2 separate regions of the Sus scrofa genome follow, and region 1 is linked to region 2. Evidence: chromatin contacts called from public Hi-C data. All regions are on one chromosome and are shown on one strand. The core of a region is the stretch at or near the end of the contact, and the rest is flanking DNA. Distances in the headings are between cores, read along the strand shown. Region 1 overlaps ADAM11 (disintegrin and metalloproteinase domain-containing protein 11). Region 2 overlaps EFTUD2 (116 kDa U5 small nuclear ribonucleoprotein component).

Evidence for each region. Hi-C and Micro-C count contacts between places; a contact is called where the count stands out from the background.
Region 1: a Hi-C map of mesenchymal stem cells shows a contact between it and region 2, with 10 times the contacts expected there. The contact joins two enhancer-like sites. A contact is called at or near these places in 2 of 5 promoter capture datasets (fetal skeletal muscle and liver), 24 of 47 Hi-C or Micro-C datasets (adipose tissue, blood, brain and 14 more) and 2 of 2 datasets of contacts at active chromatin or transcription factors (alveolar macrophages and skeletal muscle).

Annotation. Positions count from the first base shown.
Region 1 is chr12:18,575,013-18,580,811 of Sscrofa11.1, reverse strand. ADAM11 (disintegrin and metalloproteinase domain-containing protein 11) reads left to right here. Exons shown (of 25, transcript XM_021066856.1): 19 at 1-6; 20 at 231-330; 21 at 803-922; 22 at 1,012-1,180; 23 at 1,270-1,384; 24 at 1,470-1,560; 25 at 2,423-5,096. The coding sequence ends at 2,471. Among named protein-coding and RNA genes, the nearest start is that of ADAM11, 20 kb to the left of the region's middle. Within about 2 kb of position 2,476, at least 16 of the 83 cell types and tissues checked have an H3K27ac peak or open chromatin away from gene starts, as enhancers often do.
Region 2 is chr12:18,493,362-18,499,155 of Sscrofa11.1, reverse strand. It overlaps EFTUD2 (116 kDa U5 small nuclear ribonucleoprotein component), which reads right to left. Exons shown (of 28, transcript XM_003131332.4): 10 at 3,262-3,428; 11 at 1,407-1,531. Among named protein-coding and RNA genes, the nearest start is that of EFTUD2, 22 kb to the right of the region's middle. Within about 2 kb of position 1,590, at least 12 of the 83 cell types and tissues checked have an H3K27ac peak or open chromatin away from gene starts, as enhancers often do.

The DNA.
Region 1 (5,799 bases), core at 1,227-3,726, 81 kb before region 2:
GCCATGGTGAGTCTGGCTGGAGATAGGAGAGGGGACTCTGGAGGACCTAGAGTTGAGAGGCTGGAGAGGGGGCGGGCTCTGGCTGAAATGCCTTCCACTGGACGTGTGGCTTCTCAGAATCTCAGGGACGCAGGTGGATTGTGGGTCCGGTCAGTGTTGGAGGTGTGGGCCTGAGGTCCCCGGTGGGTTCTGGAGTGGGTGGGGTGATGCCTGGCATCATCTCCCTACAGCGGCTGCTGATCGCTTCTGCTACGAGAAACTGAATGTGGAGGGGACAGAGCGTGGGAACTGTGGCCGTAAGGGGTCAGGCTGGGTCCAGTGCAATAAACAGTGAGTAGTCCAAGCTTCAGGCTGGGCCTCCCCCGCTTTGGGGCTGGGGCTCTGGGGCTGGGGAAGGTTTTTTCAGAGATGAGGCAGCTTGTGAGTCCCAATGGGAAGACTATGTGAAAAATCAGGGATGGCATTCCCATCGTGTCTCAGTGGAGATGAATCTGACTAGTATCCATGAAGACGCAGGTTCGATCCCTGGCCTCGCTCAATGGGTTAAGGATCGGGCATTGCCATGAGCTGTAGTATAGGTTGCAGACGTGGGTTGGATCTGGCATCGCTGTGGCCGTGGTGTTGGCTGGAAGCTACAGCTCTGATTCGACCCCTAGCCTGGAAACCTCCATGTGCCATGGGTGCGGCCCTAAAAAAAAAAAAAGAAAAGAAAAATCAGGGGCTAGGAAGAGGGCAGCTAGGAGGTCAGTAGTTGGGCCTGAGTTCAGACTTGGGGCCCGCTGTCTCCACACTCCCCCAACAGGGACGTGCTCTGTGGCTTCCTCCTCTGTGTCAACATCTCTGGAGCTCCTCGCCTGGGGGACCTAGGGGGAGACATCAGCAGTGTCACTTTCTACCACCAGGGCAAGGAGCTGGACTGCAGGTGGGGACTGAGACCGTGGCTGGGGAGGGGAGCTTGCCCTGTGGTGGAGTGTGGGGCAAGGGCAGAGGCTGGTTGTGCCATTTCTCCAGGGGTGGCCATGTGCAGCTGGCTGATGGCTCAGACCTGAGCTACGTGGAGGACGGCACAGCCTGCGGGCCCAACATGCTGTGCCTGGACCATCGCTGCCTGCCAGCCTCTGCCTTCAACTTCAGCACCTGCCCGGGCAGTGGGGACCGTCGGATCTGCTCCCACCATGGGGTGGGTACCTGGAGGCCGGGGATCATGGGAGGGGCTGACAAGAGGGGACAGGGCCCTGCTCACCTCTGCTAGCCCCACCCCATCTCTAGGTCTGCAGCAACGAAGGGAAATGCATCTGTCAGCCAGACTGGACAGGCAAAGACTGCAGTATCCACAACCCCCTGCCCACGTCTCCACCCACGGGGGAGACAGAGAGATATAAGGGTGAGGTGGAGCTGACCGGGGTGGGGCCCTCTCCTTCCTGTTCTCCATGCCTGTCCAGCCAACCAAGCCCTGCCCTCTTCCCCAGGTCCCAGTGGCACCAACATCATCATTGGCTCCATCGCCGGGGCTGTCCTGGTTGCAGCCATCGTCCTGGGCGGCACGGGCTGGGGATTTAAGTAAGACACACACACGCCCCTGACACCCCCTGGCATCCTCAGGGTTATGGGAACCCCAGGCTACTGGAGTCGAGGGGGCCTCCCTGGGAGGTCCGCTAAACCAGAGATCATGCTTCCCAAGCCAAGCCAGCCCACAGGGTCTTGTTTTAACATTTTTTAAAAAAATAATTGCTCAGATTTAAAAAAACTAGATCTTACATTAAGAATCCGGATTTCCAGAGTTTCCACTGTGGCTCAGCGGTGAATGAACCCAACTAGCATCCATGAGGCTGTGGGTTCAGTCCCTGGCCTCGCTCAATGAGCCGTTGTGTAGGTTGCATACACGGCTTGGATCCCACGTTGCTGTGGCTGTGGTGTAGGCCAGCAGCTACAGCTCCGATTCTACCCTCAGCCTGGGAACTTCCCTGTCGCAGGTGCAGCCCTGAAAAGAGAAAAATAAAAAAAGAAAGAATCCGGATATTTCCAGCTTGGTCGCAGAGTGGAGCTGAGCAGGATCTGCCCGAGTCCTCAGTCCCCAGGCCCCACACGGCTCACCGTGTTTCTACGGACATGAGTCTGGGGCCCTTGAGCTGGGCTAAGCCCTCAATGTACAAAGCAGGGTCCTGAGGCCAAGGGTCATGCAGTGAGTTAGTTGCAGTCGGGACTCAAACCCAGGACCCAACTTTGGTAGGGCTTCCTGGTAGTGCTCCTTGGGCCTGTCATTAGCTTCTAAGTCCCGACAACCCCCCCCCACCCCGTCCCCTACCAGCCCATCTCTGGGGGAGGGGTCTCCTGGGAGCCAGAAGGCCCCTCCCTGGGAGAAAGGGAAGGTCACAGGCTCCTTCCTTTTCCTTTCTCTGCGTCCTCACCTTGGCTCCTGAAGAAACATCCGCCGGGGAAGGTACGACCCGACCCAGCAGGGGGCAGTGTGACGCCGGCCACGTCATCCCTCCCGCTGTCCCTGTCTCCTCCATCTCATTCGTCACCTCGCATTCTGTCGATGGGGAGCTGGGGCTGATTCCCCCACCCTTGCTGTCACCGCTGTCACTACAGGGGTGGGAGAACCGCGCTCCGGGAAGAGAGTCCTCAACTCGCCCCCTGCCCCCTCCCCCCTCTCAGGCCTTGGTCCTTGAACTCCTGCCCTTCCTACGGCCAGAGCACTGCTGGCTGCGAGGACCCTGGAGCTGTGCCCCTGCCCCCCGCAGCCCCGGTCCCCCGGGAAGGGAACCTACCTCTGCGTCCCATCTGTTTTGTCTTTCATGTCACCGCTGTCTGACCTCCCGCCAGATCCCCTCCCTGGCCAGCCTGTGACTTGCCACCTCCAGGGCCCAGCACTGACTTCCAGGGGCCTGGCTCGGGGGGCTATCCCTCTGAGCCCTGCCTCACACCCTCTCCTGATGCCCCCTCTCCGTTCCAGGTCCGGAGGGGCCTAAGTGCCACCCCCTCCCTCCGAGCCTGGCGCACCCGCCGTCTCTGCCCTGAACCAGGAGGCTGCCCCCCACCCAGCCACGGAGGGAGGCACCATGCAAATGTCTTCCGGGCCCAGCCCTTCAACTCCTGGCCCCACAGGGGTCTGGGGCCGGGTTGTGGCCCTGCCCTCACACCACCAGGGTGGACCAGGCCTGGAGGGCAGTTCCCCCATGGTCCCCCACCCCACCTCATGAGGCTTTGGCCTTGTCCACCAATTCTCCCTGTGTGAATGTAGCTTCCATCATCATGGATTGCCACAGCTCAGGTCGGGCAGGGGGAGGGCTAGAGGGGTGCCCCCGTGGGGCAGGCAGCCACCAGTGGAGGTGGCTTGGGATGACCCCTCCTCAAAACCAGGCACTGGGACCAGGCAGCTGGAGCCCAGGGGGAGGGGGCTGCCATCTACATTTTTTTTTTTTTTTTACTGAAGCTCAACTAATGAATGTAACTTTGGGGGTGCTGGGGCCAGTTGTGGGGGTGTTTTGACATTTGCAGGGGGAACTGGAGGAGCTGAGGCCCGGCCATCCCTCGGGGCTCCCCACCCCACCCCAGGGATGGTCACACCTGGAATTTTCTCACCGGAGGAACACAGGCGTCCCCAAGCCAGCAGGGGCCTGGCCTCCCTGCTTGCCCCCTCCGCCCAGCCCTGCTGAGCTTGGAGAGAAGTTGAGTGCTGATTCAAACCAAAGCTGCCTGTTCCGTGCCCAAGGCCTATGCTTTGGGCACGGCGACCACATGTCCCAGATTGTCTTCAATTCCAAAACGACCGTCCTGCTGTCCCTGCCAAGACACGTGTTTGGGGGGGGGGCGGTCCTAGAAAATATAGTCCCTGAAATAACATGGCACCTTCCCCCTTTCAAGAAGGGTGATTCTGGGGCTGACTCAGGGTTTAGGTGGCCCCTGCTTGGCCTGAAGGTCCCAGGCTGGGCTGTCTCCCCAGGGAGTGCTCTCCCAAGGAGGGGAGGCCAGGGGGGGCCCAGTGCCTGGAGGGTTAGAGGCTCTGCCTGTGCTGTGCAAGTGGAGGTAGGAAAAGGCAGGTCTCGTGTTTGATCCTCAGCTTCTAGAAAAGTCCTCAAGGCCCTGTCCAACCCATTCTGCTCTGTAACCCCCATCCGGGGCCGAGTAGTTTACACCTGTTTTCCCCATTAGTCTCCGATCCCTGTTGCAGGCCAGCCTGAGGTTGAGGCCAGGCAGAATCCCTCAGTTCCCCCGCAAACCCACCCATGCCCGTGGCCTCGCCTCACGACTGCTCACCTGGGACAGAGAAGCTCTGGCTCCTTTGACTCTGAAAAACAGCCTGAGGAGGCGAGTTGGGAGTCAAGCTACCTTCTGGATGAAAGCCACCAGATGAACGGAGCCCCTCTTCCCGGGGATACCCCAACCCAGACTCAGCAGGGGTTTCTGACTAGCCCAGGGCCTCGGAGCTTCCTATCTCAGTCCCTCTGGAGTAACTTTGAGAAGGAACCCAGGAAGAAATGGCTCTCCTGTTTACCCGTCCCACCCGTCAAGGCAAACTGAGGACTGAGACCCTCTGACAACCTTTAAGTGGCCAGATGTGGCTGCAGTGGGGTCCTTGATACTGAGCTCCAGCTGGCACTGCCTAAGCAAGGAGGGTGGGCAGGGTACCCCTCTGGCCAGTCCTGCCCCACCAGCCACACAGGCTGAGGCAGGGGCGGGAGGCTGAGGACTGAGTTTTGCACTATTGATGCGGTACCATAAGGCCTCCTCTGGTGGGAAACACAGGCACACGGGTGGCGATGCATCTGGCACAAGCATTTGGATCCACATCTCCGCACAAGTGTGAATACCTCTGCACACACGGGACCCGTCTGTGTGTGCGTGCACATGGGGGTGGGGATGTGGAGAAGGCAATACTTCCGGTAACCAGTCCACCTTGCTCCCACTGTCTGCATCCTCCTGGCCCACCCTGGCAGTGCCCAGGGAGGAACAAAGGCTGCACTGACCCGGGCCTGGAACTGGCTCCATACAGCATCCTGTAAATATGTCATCTGGGGCTCGGGGGGCGGGGGGAGGCAGGACAGGACCATCAATTAAAGATCATGTCGGGGCTTCCATGGAGCTCACACCAACTTGTGTCTCTCTGTAAATGACCCCACCGAGTCCCGGGACGCTTCCTTGTCCTCCTTGGCCCTGGAGGGAGCGTGAGGACTGGGCACTGAAGGTGGGAAGGGAGCACCCAGGACTGGGCGATGCGAGGCCGGGAGGAAGGGGTACAGTTTTCCATTCTCGGTCAGGAAATAGCCATTGACTGGGTGGAGGGCCTGGCCCTTCCGCTTCCTTGCTCTCCCAGCAAAGAAAACCGCCCTCTCTGGCTTCGGCAGAGCAGATGGGAGTTGAGGAGGAGAGCGCCAAAAGGCCAAAGACTCAACTTCCCTTTTATGGTTGAAGCCAGAGCAGCCTCTCCTCACCTCCCAAGAGAGTCCAGAAAGCTGGATACAATCGCTATCTGGTCCCAAGGGCACCGTGCTCTTGAGCCCTCAGAGAATTTGTTCTTTCCTCGCCCTGCCTGGGGCAGGGGGAGACCAAGCAAGGCCCAGCTGAGCCCCTCCCCCACAGGGGGGGTGAACTGGGAACTCCTTATCCCCATCCTCCCCTGCAGAGCACTGTGGGCCCCGAGCTATCTGGCTCTGAAAGTCCTGCTTGTTCAGGGGACTGTCGATAAGATGAGAGAGGCTGGGGCAGGGATGAAGGAAGGGAAGGGCGGAGAGGAGATAACGGGAAATTGCAGCAGCGGGGGCCGGGGCCCAAGGAGGGTGAGCCGGCCGCCCAGGA
Region 2 (5,794 bases), core at 341-2,840:
TTCGCCGCAGCCACAGCAACTCGGGATCCAAGCTGCGTCTGCAACCTACACCACAGATCATGGCAACGCCGGATCCTCAACCCACTGAGAGAGGCCAGGGATCAAACCCGCAACCTCATGGTTCCTAGTCGGATTCGTTAATCACTGAGACACGACAGGAACTCCAGGTTTTTGTTTTTTGTCTTTTTAGGGCCCACACTTGAAGCACTTGGAAGTTCTTGGGCTAGGGGTCGAACTGCAGCTACAGCTATTGGCCTGCAGCTACCAAAGCCACAGAAACATAGGATCCAAGCCGCATCTGCGACCTACACCACAGCTCAGGGCAACGCCGGATCTTTAACCCACTGAGCAAGGCCTGGGATCAAATCCAAATCCTCTTGGATACAGGTTAGGTTCTTAACCCACTGAGCTACAATGGGAACTCCAAAATCAAGTTTTAATTGGCCCATTTTTTCCCATCAGAGTGAACGTTTTTCACACTGATAGAGGCAGGACCACTGACTGGTGTGAACAGAAACACTGGCACTGTGAGGCCTCCCACTGAGCTTATCTCCTCAGCTCCCAAAACAGGGGCAATAACAACACCTGGGAAGTACAGTATTCGACACACACGACCCACATGACACAGAGGACGTGGTTCCTACTGGAATCTGAGGGACGGGAGGGGCGGAGGTGGCGAGCCCAGGAACCTCTGAAGATTTGGGAAGCTGGTCTCAGGGCTGTGGTGTGGAGGCTCCAGGGGCCTATAAAGTCATCCCATTGGGCGTCCGAGTGGACTGCAGACCACTGCAAACTCTCAAGCGGGCCTACAGAAGTTCCATATGCCTGGATACGGTCGGAAAGCCAGCTGGAAGCACCGGCTTTGAGGAAGACTCCATCTTTGAGGAAGAGGCCTGCACAGCTCTGTGGGCATGGATAATCCCTTTTTTCTTTCCTGCCTACAACCATGGCACACGGAAGTTCCCTCTCCAGGAATCAAATTCGAGCCACAGCTACAGTCTATGCTACAGTTAGGACAACTCTAGATCCTCAATCCACTTTGCCAGGCCAGGGATCAAACCTGTGCTGCCACACAGACAACCAGACCCTTAATCTGCTGTGTCACAGAGGGAACTCTGCTAATTCCTTTTTGATAAAATCTGTGTCACTCTAGGAGATTTATTCCTAACATGAGCTTCCTCTTCACCCACTTTTTCCCAGTCACCTTTATCCTTTGATTGTTTAGAAACCACGAAGCCTGAGGAAAGAGCTTCAGGGCCCAAAACAGGCCCAAATGTGATAATAGTTGATAAAAGGCTCCCTGAGGCAGGGGACTCTGGCATGAAGCCCATTTCTAAACCATTTAGCAGCAAAGGCACACAAGACTCAGGGGAAGCTGGCGAGGCAGACTGCCAGCCAGAGCTTACCAAAGGTGTCAGCATAGATCTTGGCAAAGGAGCCCAGTGTGAAGCAGATGCTGTACTGGGAGCTGGAGAAGCAGACGTTGCCCAGGAGCGGGGAAAGGATCAGGTTCTCGTCGGTGGAATACATGCTGAAACAGAGACGGTCGTGAGCACAGGGCCAGGCTGGGCAACAGCGCTGGCACAACGCTACGGGTGAAGGGCACGGGCTCGACATCACAGCCTCTCTCCAGCGCTCGCCCTCGGAAGGGGCTTGCGTAATACACTCAGCTTGGCCAAAAGCCCGGTCCAAGAAAGTGACATGATGGAGCTGTTCCCTAACTCCCAGTAACAAGATGATTTCCCAGAGCAGGGAACATTTTGCAGGATCCTAGAGAAGTTAACTGCACTGGACACATAAGGGGAAACTTGGAGGACAGGGACAAAGACCTTGGGACACAGGAAATGAATCTAATGTGATAAGACGGGAGTACATTTTAGAGAAGCCTCCGTTTCATAAATACAGACATAAACACCAATATAAGTAAAGAATGAAAGAAAAGGAAGAGCAACTCTGCTCCCCACTCCCACTGCCCTGCTCTTTATTGTCTTGTTTGGCTTTGCTTTGCAAATTCATGTTAAAAGCCACACAGAAGCCACAGCACCCAAGGTCACTTGCATTTATTAAAAACGCAGCTGTATGCAGGGATCAAATCCACCAACCCTAGCCTTCCTGACACACTGCTTCATGGCATTTCTTAATTCAGAGATGAAGGTACTGGCTTATAAAGAGCAGTCCCCCACCACACTCCCCAGTTGTGCTCCCTAGAGGCAACTGCTTTCAACTCCTTTAAAGCTGCTTCTAGAACATTTACCTCTATATTTCTAAATAATACATTTATGTTGCTTTTTCTTTCTTTCTTTTTTTTTTTTTTTTGGTCTTTTGTCTTTTTAGGGCCACACTTGCAGCATATGGAGGTTCCCAGGCTAGGGGTCTGATTGGAGCTATGGCTGCCAGCCTACGCCAAAGCCACACCAGATCCAAGCCCTGTCTGCAACCTATACCACAGCTCATGGCAACGCCAAGTCCTTAACCCACTGAGCGAGGCCATGGTTCCTAGTCGAATTCATTTCCGCTGTGCCACGACAGGAACTCCTGTTGCTATTTCTTGTTTGGCAGTTGAGATGTGACTTCTTTTTGGTCACGCCTGTAGCACCTGGAAGTTCCTGCAGCAGTGACAACGCCGGATCCTTAACCCGTTGCACCACAGGAACGCTCCATATTTAATCTATTCTCCAAAGCTGCCCGATCCTATGTTCTAAGTGTTACATGTACTATTTCATTTCTGGTAACACCTCACTATATAAGTAGTACTATTCCTTTTTTTTTTTTTTTTTTTTTTTTTGCTTTTAGGGCCACACCCATGGCATATGGAAATTCCCAGGCTAGGGGGTGATTTGGAGCTACAGATGCCGGCCTATGCCATAGCTCACGGCCACACCGGATCCCTGACCCACGGAGCAAGGCCAGGGATTGAACCCGAATCTTCGTGGATACTAGTTGGATTCGCTTCCACTGTGCCATGACGGGAACTCCAGTACTATTCCCTTTTTACAGATGTGGACCTGAGGCCCTACAAGCTCAGGGAACCTTACATGGTTGGTACGGGTGAAGATGAGACTGATTCTAGGGCTCAGGGTACTGAGCACAGGGCTATACTGAAGACGTGAGGTGAGCTGCACATCTGGTTAAGGAATGGAGTCAATCCCTGCAAAGCCACAGAATGTGCCCCTAGCTAAGTCCAGTAAGCACATCCACGTATGCCAAGAAATCAGAGTTGCCCCCAGAGGTGTTCAAGGTCCATGCCCAGGATTCCTCTACCTTATCAATCCATTGACCTCATCTACGATGTGACGCAGCTTGTAATACGCGTCAGTGGGAGGCAGCTTCAGCTCCAGGATTAGCCGGTCAATCTTGTTGATGCACACGGTGACCGCCAGCCTCTCCTGCACGGCGTGCTTGATCAGCCGCTCTGTGTTCAGCATCACCTGAGAGACATGAGGTTCAGAAGGTGATGATCGGAGCAAAGAGGGCAGAAAAGTCCAAAGCAGAGCCAAAGAAGGCACTGCTTTAAAATATGAAGGACGTGGAAAAGAAGATCTGGGGAAACAGATTGTTGGGGGGAGGAAGAGGGTATCCTGTCCAACAGCAGATGCAGGAATTTTTTGTCTTTTGTCTTTTTAGGGCCGCACCTGCAGCATATGGAGATTCCCAGGATAGGGGTTGAATTGGAGCTGCAGCTGCCGGCCTACACCACAGTCACAGCAACGATGGATCCGAGCTATGTCATGCACTGCAGCTCACGGCAACACTAGATCCTTAACCCAACACGTGAGGCCAAGGACAGAACTCATATCCTCATGGATGCCAGTCGGGTTCTTAACCCACTGAGCCACAATGGGAATTTCAGACTCAGGAATTTTAAGAGGGCACCTTGCAGGATTGAGAAATGAAGAAATGTTGGGAGTCAGGTCTCTGTGTGCTAGAGAAGGCTTAGGAAGCCGCAGTGGTGCTGAAATGGAATGCTGGGCGTTAGGATGAACTCGTGGTTTTTTTTTTTTTTTTGCTATTTCTTGGGCCGCTCCCACAGCATATGGAGGTTCCCAGGCTAGGGGTCTAAGCGGAGCTGTAGCCACTGGCCTACGCCAGAGCCACAGCAACGCAGGATCCGAGCCGCGTCTGCAACCTACACCACAGCTCATGGCAACGCTGGATCCTTAACCCACTGAGCAAGGCCCGGTATCAAACCCGCAACCTCATGGTTCCTAGTTGAATTCGTTAACCACTGTGCCACGACGGGAACTCCAACTCGTGTTTTTTTCTTCTTTTTCGGTGAACTAATGGTTTTTAATATATGTGCCTAGAAACAGTTACAGATACATAGGGGTGAATGTTACCTGTGTTCAGTGAAAAGTCCTCGAAGCAATATGCCCCAGTAGCAATAAATATGCCCTAATCTTTGTTTCCAAATACCAGTCCTCAGTAGAAGGAGCCAGAGCTCCTTGGAGAAGCAGCTGACTCCTAGACTGGGGCGGGGAAAGTACAAGATGAGTTTAGGGCATCTTTTTGTGCCTACAAGAAGATGGGGCACGTCAAAAGGATAAAGAAGTCAGCCTGAAGGAGTTCTCACTAGCCAGCGGGATTGGTGGTGTCCCTATAGCGCAAGGACACAGGTTCAATTCCCGGCCTGGCACAGTGAGTTAAAGGATCAGGTGTTGCCACAGCTGCAGTGGGGGTCACAACTATGGCTCAGATCTAATCTCTGGCCCAAGAGCTCCCTATGCTGTGGGGCGGCCAAAAAAGAAAAACAAAACAAAAGAAAAAATATAAAAGATATAAGGATCTTAAAGGATTAAAACTCACTGTGTACAATAAAAATACATGAATCTATATTACTAATAAATAATCAAGTGGAGAAGAATGGAAAGCTCTTCCTTACAACAAAATTCTGACCAATAAATACAGAAGAAATAATAAGAGAAAAACCACCATTTGTAACTATTATATAAACAAGCTAGGAATGACCAATGGATGACAAAAGAAGTAAACTTTGATAAGGAATAGCATGTTTATACTGACTCAAGGTACCTGCCCACAAATTATTAGAAAGGGTAAAATAAAATAGTAACTTCGCACTGGAGAAACCTGACAGGCCCACCCTAGCCAAGTCATCAAAGTTGACATCACCAGTAATGGGATATGGGGACATCACGGACCTTCTGACGTGACGGACTAGTAAAAACACAACGTAGGAGTTCCATCATGGCTCAGTGGTAATGAACCCGACTAGGATCCATGAGGTTTCGGGTTCAATCCCTGGCCTCGCTCAGTGGGTTAAGGATCCAGCGTTACCATGAGCAGACGTGCAGGTTGCAGACGCGGCTCAGATCCCACATTGCTGTGGCTGTGGTGTAGGACGGTGGCTACAGCTCCGATTCAACCCCTAGCCTGGGAACCTCCATATGCCATGGGTGCAGCCCTGAAAAGACAAAAAAAAAAAAAAAAAGAGAGAGAGAGAGAGACTATGGAGACATGAAAATTGAATGTTGGGTTGGGTTAGGGGAAAAAAAACCTCTATAAAGGACATTACTGGAACAATCAGAGAGACTGATTACGGTCTCCAGAAAAGGCCTATACGACAATATTGACCAATACTAAGTTTCCAAATCTTGGTAAGTGTATGTCCCTGTTAGGAAATACATCCTGAAATACATTACTTTCAATTGGTCCAATGGAAAACACACAAACGTGTGAGGGCACACAAGCATGTACAGAGAGATGATTACAAAGCAAATGAAGGTGCGTTCTCAGTATTACTACAACTTTTCAATAAGTTCGAAATTACCCCAAAATG